Linked DNA regions of Sus scrofa: region 1 is linked to region 2. Evidence: chromatin contacts called from public Hi-C data. All regions are on one chromosome and are shown on one strand. Each heading gives the region's core, a stretch centred on a gene start, on an enhancer-like site or on the middle of the called end of the contact. The rest is flanking DNA. Distances are from core to core; before and after follow the strand shown. Region 1 holds the start of RECQL (RecQ like helicase). Region 2 holds the start of C2CD5 (C2 domain-containing protein 5).

Region 1 (4,576 bases), core at 1,131-3,630, 910 kb after region 2:
AATTCATGTAATAATCATAGACTCAGGAGAATTAGCTGTTAGGAAAACTATACAGAGATTAAGTACATCTTCTGAGTAATTAGTAGAATTAGAAATGCATTCTATCAAATTATGTATACAGTTCTACTAAATTCCTTGGACTTTATTTTTTTGTCTTTTTAGGGCCACGCTTGTGGTATATGGAGGTTCCTGGACGAGGGGTCTAATTGGCGCTGTAGCTGCAGGCCTGTGCCACGGCCACAGCAACGTGGGATCTGAGCCACATCTGCAACCTACACCACTGCTCACTGCAACGTGCCAGATCCTTAACCCACTGAGCGAGGCCAGGGATCAAACATTCGATCTCATGGATGCTAGTCAGATTAATTTCTGCTGAGCCACAATGGGAACTGCCCTTGAGCAGCTTTAAATTCTGGTTTTAACTGAGAGGAACAGAGCACTGTGCATCATAAATAAAAATAGGTTGCGACTATCCTACATAAGCTCTCTCAAAAAAATCAATGCATAGTTTCTACAGGATAAGTACTTACTGTTCCAACAATTTTTGCTATGAAAGAATTTCATCATTCTAAGATAGATTTTAAATAAAGTTTATCAAGTCTTCTTAGATGCTAGTAGGGTATGGTGAAAAGAACAAAGGTTTTTGAGCCGGCATACCTAGAATCAACTCTTGTTTCTGTCATGTATGATTATACACTGAATTTCTTTTGAGCTTCCTTTAATTTATAAGAGACATTATTCTTTGCCTTATAGGGCTTTTATAAGAATTAAGGACAATGATTTATATTAAAGCACATGGTAAACTGAAATAAGATGCTTTTAAACAATTTTATATGACTGCTAGTTTTATTTTAACAGTAATTAAAAAAGAATCACACCCCCCAAAAAAAGAACCCCTCACAAACAAAAAAGTACTATACTTGTATTTTCTCTGATCAGAACAGGTAGACCAAAATGGGCATCCAAGGTGCAGACTCAGTCCAACCTGAGAAAGTGAGGGAGAGTGATTGGGGAGGCACCTTGTGCAGGAGATACTAGAAGATGCATGAAGTTCAAGTTAGCCATAACTTGAATCCAAACCTTACCAACTCCACTTTAAAACAGAGCATTTTTAAATGAAATTCTATTGCTATTTCAATGGACCGTTTAATTCTTAAAATCTTTATAATTCAAGTTATACAGAATAAGAAAAAAAGGCGTGGCAGATAAAACAAAGTGAGATAAAAAGCTCCTCACGACCATTAAAAGATAGGAAACACAGGGTTGGCAGATATGTAAATGCAAAATTATTAAGATACACAGGTTAGAAAAGTCTAACTCTTCTAGATAAAAAAAGAAAAAAGAAAAAACAGTGTAATCCTAGATATAAAATAGGCCTGGAGAACTCTGTGGCCGGTAGAAAGAGATGCTGAAATAATAAAACATGCCACAAAACAATATACAATATTAATGAAAGAAATCGTTTAACTAATCACAAAGTTTACTACCGGGGAGACATCAGCCGGTAGAAAAGTGAAGTCATTTTACAAGATTTTTAAAAGGCGGCTTCCAGTGGTGGCACAAGGCAAATACTCAAAATATTTAAGCGTAAGCACATTTTCAGAAAGAGCCTACCATAGGTGACATTTAAAACACGGCCTCCCAAACAACCAGCAGTAACTTGTAGAAGACCCCACGTGTGTCATGTGCAGAAGTGTCTTCAAGAATGGGCCGCGGGCACCACGCATCAAACTTTCTCTCGCGGCCGTCCGCGGGAACAAAGCGCCCATCTCCCTGGGAGTAAGTGCGGCGCGACCCTGGCGCGAGACTGACGCTCGCCAAAAGCTCCCCCTCCCAGCGCGGGCATCTCCCCAGACTCCACTGACTCTCCGGCCCAGGCCAGGTTCACCAGTATAAGTGCAACCCTCGGCGCCTCCAGGCAGCTCTCCAGCTGCCCGCAGTCCTAGCTCAGTCTCCAGGCCGCCGCCCCAGTCGCGTAGCTTCATTCATTAACACCGGCGGGCGGGGGGCGGGAGGGCGACACTCAGCCTGAGCAAGGGGTGTGAGGGGCTCGAGGCGGGGGTTCCGGGGCAGTTGCTTACTCTGGGTGTCCGTTAAGGAGATCATGGCTGCAGCGGTGAGGGCGGCGGCGATAGCACCTCGGGGCGGCCAGGGTGTGAAGCGGAGTCGGAGAAAAGAAGCCGGGAAGCAGCCCAGGCAAGAGCCGCCACGTCTTCCGGAAACACGCAGCCGCCTCCACCCCAGCTTCAAGGCTGCTTTCCATTGGCTAAAACCGCTCCCAAGATCGACCAATAATAAATTGTCTTGTTCAGTGATGCACCTGGTGATCACATCCCTCGACCAATTAGAGAGGGGTGTTGCTTGCAATTGGCTGAAAAAACCGACCCGGAAGGGCGGATGCTCCCGGCTGGAGAGAAAGGAAAGCCTGGTGGCGGGAAGTTTTTATTGGACCGCAGCTGAAAGTGGTGGGTAACGGATCTTAGTGTGGGGCTTCCTGGGGTCGGAGACCGGGGAGGCGTGGGTGTTCCTTAACGCCTTGGGGAGAGGTTGTGGGGTAGCTCCTGTTTCCGCTTTGAAAGAGCTAATATTTCTTTTTCTAGCTTGACATGAGGCCGGGCCACTTCCTTCCACTACTACATTGGCAGGGCGAAACGGGTGCCCTTTCCCCTCTAATGGAACTCTCCATCATCGCCCAGCTCTAATGGAACTCCGGCCTTTAGGGGAACGTTCCGCTGCCGACCCCTCCCCAGCTCGGGCATCTTTAGCCTTTTCCATACTGGAGGCTTGGTCACCCACGGTTTTTTTTTTTTTTTTTTTGCAACCACCATTTATTGGGAAGCGCCACTGGAGACGCCTAGGGGAGGGTATTATTAAATTGTTACTGCGTCTAAATACAGTGGCGGGGAGAGGGATGATGCGTATGTGTGATTTAGCCTGTAGTACCTGATGTCCAGCGTGCATGACTGACTTGAGTCCCTGAGGATGCTGTCAGAAGTTCAGATACAGAAGAAATAAAACCACTCAATCACGGAAGTAGTAATTAGTAAAAGTTCATTGCATACCCACCTGAAAGACAGCTAGCCAACCAGGAGCACTCAAATAAAAACATGGGATGAGACTCTGGACTATATATTGTTGTAAAGCATCTTATTTAGTAAGGGCAGTGACTCTATTCTTGACGCTTATTGATTATATTAACATTTTTTTAAAACAATAGGGAATCGGTCAGTGGTTACCTCATACCAACCTAGGGAAACAGTTTGAGTTTTGCTTATGATTTCCAGAGGCATAAACAAGAAATGCCCCAGGTCAGGTTAGTCTTTCAAAATAAGCTAAATTAAGCTTTGTTTGTATGACTGTGCTGGTTTTGTCTGCCCAGGGAATTTTCAAGGCAGGTCTCCATTTGTTTTTGATTTTAACAGTGCCTGCCTATACTTCTGACAGACCTGCTCTGTCTGAAGTACTAATCATAGATAGCTCATTAATTTTTGGGTGGAGTTTATGTTCAGATAGCTTTTGCTATTAAATCACATCATTTCAGGAAGGGGTTTATGAGCAGTTTTTTTTTTTTTTAGATGATATAATCAAGAAATCATTTAGAATATTGGGGAGAAATGCTTGTATATTACATTCTTTCATTAAGGATGAAGGCTCCGTGAGTCCCCATCGTGGCTCAGCGGAAACGAATCTGACTAGTATCCATGAGGATGCAGGTTCAATCCCTGGCCTTGCTCATTGGGTTAAGGATCCGGTGGTGTAGGCCGGCATCTACAGCCCTGATTGGACCCCTAGCCAATATGTGTTGTGGCCCTAAAAAAGACAAAACGAACAAAAAGGATAAAGTCTCCTGCCTCTGCTTTCAATCTCAGCAAACCTAAATGACAAGCACTTTTGTAGGCTATGTGGATATAGAAGTCAAGAGACTCAATCCTTGCCCTCCTGGAGAATCTTACAGTCTAGAGAAGGAGAGTTATAGTTCCATGAAATGGTGAAGATGTGTTCATATAGATAAGGAATGAGAAGTCCTTGGTTTACTCCTCTACTTAAATGTCTTTTAGTGGTGTGGATATTGCAGACTTAGTGAGGCAAAGAAGACCCTGTTCCAGTCTGGTGTTGGCTTTAGAATTCTACATGAGGAAGGCATTAGGTTAGCAGTCTGAGGAAGGGTAGGGGGATGCTGAAGCTACCTTTAGAGAACATTCCAAGTTAGTTTTGGAAAATGTTGGTTGTCCATATCAGAGTTGGGGGAGGTGTTGCAGGAGATTATGTACAAGCCAAATAAAGTTCCTACCCCCAAACTTCACCTCCTGCCACTGTGTATTCTTCAGTTTTAGTCATTCAGAAATAATGATTAGTTCCTTCATACAAACCAGGTCTCCCCCTCCCCCGACTTCAGACCTTTTCATGTTCTTTCCTTCTGAAGTCTCACCCTTCTGTAGAATACCAATTCCTCCTTTAATATTGAGCCTAAATTGGAATTCCCTTGTGGTGCAAGAGGATTATCCAGTGTTGTCAGTGTCGCTGCTGTGGCTTGAGTGTAGGTTTGATTCCAGGCCTGGGAATTTCCACTTGCCAT
Region 2 (4,969 bases), core at 1,962-4,461:
TCTATATACTTTCGTCACAGTTTGGATAACCAAAGTTTCTGCAGCATGGGGAAGTTCTCAGGCCAGGGCTTGAACTCCCACCACTGCTTTAACCAGAGCCATAGCAGAGACAATACAGGATTTTTAACCTGCTGTGCCAAGAGAGAACTCTTTACATTTTTACTTTGAGGTAGTGTTTCTCTTCTCTCTTTGGAGTTCAACTTCTCACTTACGTGAACAATCTTCCTTCTGCATAAGAAATTTTTTCCTTGAAAAGATGATTTTGGGTCACCACTGCCTAGAGTACTTAACCTGTTGAGTATTTTTTTTTTTTTTTACTGTGGTAAAATTGTTATAGAATATATTAATTTCAGGTGCACAACATAAAAATTTGATATCTGAATACACTGTAAAGTGAACAACACAAGTCTAGTTACCATCCAGCACTATACAATTGACTACTTACTTCTTTAATCATTTTGCTCACCTTCAATCCCCTTCTCCTCTTGTAACCACCACCATTTTCTCTTTATCTATGAATTTGGTTTTTATCTGTTTTTCGTTTTTTTAGACTCCACATATAGGTGAAATCACATGGTATTTGTCCTTCTCTGATTTATTTCACTCAGCCTGATACCTTCAAGACCCATTCATGTCGTCACAAATGGCAAGGTTTCCTTGTTTTTTTTTTTAAATGGCTAATTAATATTCCATCGTATACATTGTTTTCTTTATCCATTCATCTATCAATGATCACTTAGGTTGCTTTCATATCTTGGCTATTTTGTCAAAAATGCTGTAATGAAAATGCATGCATCTTTTCAAATTAGTGTTTTTGTATTCTAAAGATAAATACCCACAAGTGGAATAGCTGGACCATGTGGTAGTTCTTTTTAATTTTTTGAGGAGTCTCTATAATGTTATTCATAGTGGCTGCACCAATTTTCACTTTCACTAACAATGTAGGAGATATCCCCTGTCTTCACATCCTCTTCAACTTAATATTTGTCTAATAGTAGTCATCCCAATCGGTGTAAACTGGTATCTCATTGCAGTTTTGATTTGTATTTCCATGATAATTAGTGATGCTAACATCTTTTCATGTTCAGCATCATTATTGGCCATTTGTATGTCTTCTCAGGAAAAATGTTTATGTAGATCCTCTGCCCATTTTTAAATCAGAATGTTTGACTTTCTGCTAATGAGCTGTTTGAATTCCTTACACATTTTGGAATATTAACCCCTTATCAGATATATGATTTGTATTCCCATTCAGTAGGTTGCCTTTTCCTTCTCTTGATGGATTCCTCTCCTATGCAGAAGCTTTTTTAGTTTGATGTAGTCCCACTTGTTTATTTTTGCTTTTGTTGCCTTTTCTTTTGGAGTTGGTCCCAAAATTCAATGCCAAGACCAATGTCAAAGAACTTACTGTTTATATTTTCTTGTAGGAGTTTTATGGTTTCAGGTCTTACATTCAAATGTTTAATGGATTTGTAGTTAATTTGTGCCTGTGTAAGATGGTGATCTAGTTTCATTCTTTTACATGTAGCTGTCCATTTTACCACAGCTCCTTTGTTGTAACATAATTGAACATATATTGATCAGTCTATTTCTGGACTCTTTATTCTGTTCATTGATGTATGTCTATTTCTATGACAATACCATCCTGTTTTGATATTGCAGCTTTGCAGTATAGTCTGAAATCAGGGAGCATGATACCTCCAGTTTTGTGCTTCTTTCTCAAGATTTCAATGGCTATTCATGGTCTTTCCTGGTTCCATACAAATTTTAGAATTGTTATAGTCCTTTAAAAAATGCCATTGTAATTTTGATAGAAATTGCATTAAATCTCTAGATTGCTTTGGCTAGTATGGACAAACAATACTAATTCTTTCAATCCATGAGTATGGACTATTTTCTAATATATTTCATTATTTTTCAAAAAATTAATACTGAAAAACATTTTGACATTATTTCTCTCATCAAAGTCATACGTTTTTGTGTATCCAAGTCTTTACCTCTTTGGTTAAATTTATTCCTGGGTATTTTATTCTTTTTTATACAATTATAAATGGTTCCTTAATTTCTTGGATAGTTGGTTACTCATTTATAGAAAGCAAACGATTTCTATATATTGATTTTGAATCCTGCAACTATACTGAATTCATTTATCAGTTCTTAACAGTTTTTCAGTGTGGAGCCTTTCTAATGTCACCTGCAAATAATGACAGTTTAACTTCCTCCCTCCCAATTTGGATGCCTTTCTCAGTTGAGTACTAAAGGTAAAAATAGCATCCTGCTATCTCATTTGTGAATTTTCCTCTATTGATGAATCCAGTGGTATATTCTTTCTACTGTAACTGTTAATGCCAATTTTGGTACTTGTTAAGGCATGTATTGTTAATGCTGCTCTTGATATTTGGTATGGAGTGATTTGTGTTACCTCCTGTGTGTATGTCTCAATTTTCTTAATCTTTTTTTGAAGGTTTGAACCTACAGATTAGGCTTCATTTTAGCAATGTTTATCTATAGCTGTCTGTATCTGTAACTGGGTCGACTCTTCAAGATGTTTAATTAAGCTCAACTGGTCCATTTCTTGCATTTGAGCACAATTTCCTATGGTAGGAGGTTGTGAACTCCTGCCAGAAATCTTGGTATTTAGGTTTGTAGATGCTTAATAACCACACTGAGATGGTCTAAGAGTGGCTTTGGATTCCGAAGTGTTCAACACCCCACTCGCCCCCAAGACCTACCTTAACAACTATAACCCAGTACACCGTACACGTATATATATCTGAATAAGGAGTGCTACTTACTCCACTATCCAAAATGTTCCTGAAATTCCGCACTCCATTTCATATAAAACAAAAACTGTACCCTTCCCACGTAAAAACCAGGTAAGCTGATTTCAAGAACTAAATGGGTCGTAAAAGACTGGAATCGCTCCGCTGGTTGTCACCGTTGCTGCTCCTTCTGTCCCAGCCCTTCGGAAATGCAGCGTCGCAAGTGGGAAGGCAGCCGCCCGCAGGGAAGCCACTGAGGGAACCTGTGATTCACCCCCGGAAGACTGAGCGGGCTTTCGTCCTGGGCGCTAACCTACAGCCGGGGCTCGGTGGATGATGCGGGGCTCGACGCGTTCCCCTGCCTCCCGGCCTCCCCGAAATCCGTCCCGCCTCGGTGATCTGTAAGCGAATTTAGTCTCTCCCCGGAGAGGTGCGCCGAGCGCCGAGCGATCGATGCCTCCACCCCGCCCGGGGAGCCGCCATTTTGGGGGGAGGAGAAACGCTTGTCTGGGCTGCGGCGGTTCAACGGGATGCCGAGTGGCTTTTGCTTCTCTTGCCAGCGGTGTGGCGCCGGGTCAGAAGCCTCCACCGGGGCCACTCCTCTAGCTGCCTCTCCGGAATGAGGCCTCAGCTCCCGCGCGAGACGGCCCGCTGTCTCTTCTCAGAGTAAGTGGCGGCCAGCGGCGCAGCGCGCCTCCGCGCGCCCTCCGCTGTCAGTGACCCCGCGCGCTCCCTTCGGCGCGCGCCGTTCCCCGCGCGCTCCCGCCCCTCCCCCGCCCGCCTGGGCGCTCGACGCAGACTCGCTTGTTTGTTTCTGCAGGAGCCCAAGCAGAGGCCGAAGCCGAGACGATGCCTGGGAAGCTGAAGGTGAAAATCGTGGCCGGGCGCCATTTGCCAGTGATGGACCGAGCTAGTGACCTGACTGATGCCTTCGTGGAGGTTGGTGCAAGGTCCTGACCCTCCAAACACAGGGCACGCCAAGCCCTGTTAGGATCCTACCCATCTCGCCCGCAGCCCCTCAGCCCATTCCTCTGCCTCCTGCCCTGCCGTGTGCCGTGCTTGGCTAGCTCTCCCTCAAGGGTTGACTGCAGCCCATGTGATGGGTGCACGGCTCGCAGGCGTTGTCAAGCCCTGCCGCGCGGGGAGGCAGTTACTGCTCTGCCTCCTGGGGTGACCCTGATGTCAGGACGCCTAACAGGCCACCTGCCAGTCAGGAGATCCCAAGGCGTGGCCACGCGGCCGCCGAAACACACCCACCCAGCCACCCACCCCCAACCTCTTTTCGGGGCCGGACAGCTGGGCTTTTAATTTTAATGCTAAAGTGATGGAGATGGTGTCCGAAAGTGTAGATACAGTCCGTTATGGGCACTTGGAGAGCTGCAGGGTGATCCACTGTTTAACATCGTATTTTCTGAATCATCGGTTTAAGTTCTACAACACAACTGTAACACTTTCTTGTTCTTGTATAGACTGGTAGGTCTGAAGAAATCTTTCAGGGTAATTTAATGCCTTGAGGTAGCAAGCCAATTAAGTGCCAAGGATTTAAATTGCACAATTGCTTTTTAAATCTAATGATTAGTTTAAAACTCATGCAAATTAGCACAGGCCTAGGGCCCAGGAAAGTAATACACCAGAGTCTGAAAGAAGCCAAGTAGGATTGTAATAAAAATTGTCATGATGAGCCAGAGTGTTAAAACAATCATCATTTGGGTTATTAATCCTTAGAGTTGATAGATATATGATAATATACAGCCTGATTTCATCTCAATATAAAATGTTGGCGTTCCTGGCGTGGCTCAGTGGTTACGAACCTGACTAGTATCCTTGAGGACGTGAGTTTGATCCCTGGCTTCCCTCAGCGGGTTAAGGATCCAATGTTTCTGTGAACTGTGATGTAGGTCGCAGTCGCAGCTTAGATCCGGAGCCACTGTGGCTGTGGCGTAGGCTGGTCAGCTGCAGCTCCGATAAGACCACTAGCCAGGGAATTTCTATATGCCCTGGGTGTGGCCCTACAAAGACAAAAAAAAAAAAAAAAAAAAAAAAAAAAAAATTGATCTTCCCTAAAGATTCTCTAGCTTAAACATTGCTGCTGTTCTCAATCTTTTTTTTTTTTTTTTTTTTTTTTTTGTCTTTTTGCCATTTCTTGGGCTGCTCCCGTGGCATATGGAGGTTCCTAGGCTAGGGGTCGAATCGGAGCTGTAGCTGCC

The links. A called contact is a pair of places that touch in the nucleus more often than the background predicts.
Region 1: a contact with region 2 is called in a Hi-C map of liver, with 7 times the contacts expected there. The contact joins the promoter of RECQL here to the promoter of C2CD5 in region 2. A contact is called at or near these places in 2 of 47 Hi-C or Micro-C datasets (liver and skeletal muscle) and 1 of 2 datasets of contacts at active chromatin or transcription factors (alveolar macrophages).

Annotation. Positions count from the first base shown.
Region 1 is chr5:51,951,080-51,955,655 of Sscrofa11.1, forward strand. RECQL (RecQ like helicase) reads left to right here and starts at 2,381. Exons shown (of 15, transcript NM_001253707.1): 1 at 2,381-2,465. GOLT1B (golgi transport 1B) reads right to left here and starts at 2,235. Exons shown (of 5, transcript NM_001243500.1): 1 at 2,082-2,235. The coding sequence starts at 2,106.
Region 2 is chr5:51,037,308-51,042,276 of Sscrofa11.1, forward strand. It overlaps C2CD5 (C2 domain-containing protein 5), which reads left to right and starts at 3,212. Exons shown (of 25, transcript XM_021092231.1): 1 at 3,212-3,428; 2 at 3,583-3,701. The coding sequence starts at 3,612. LOC110260726 (a long non-coding RNA gene) reads right to left here and starts at 2,977. Exons shown (of 5, transcript XR_002344084.1): 1 at 2,796-2,977.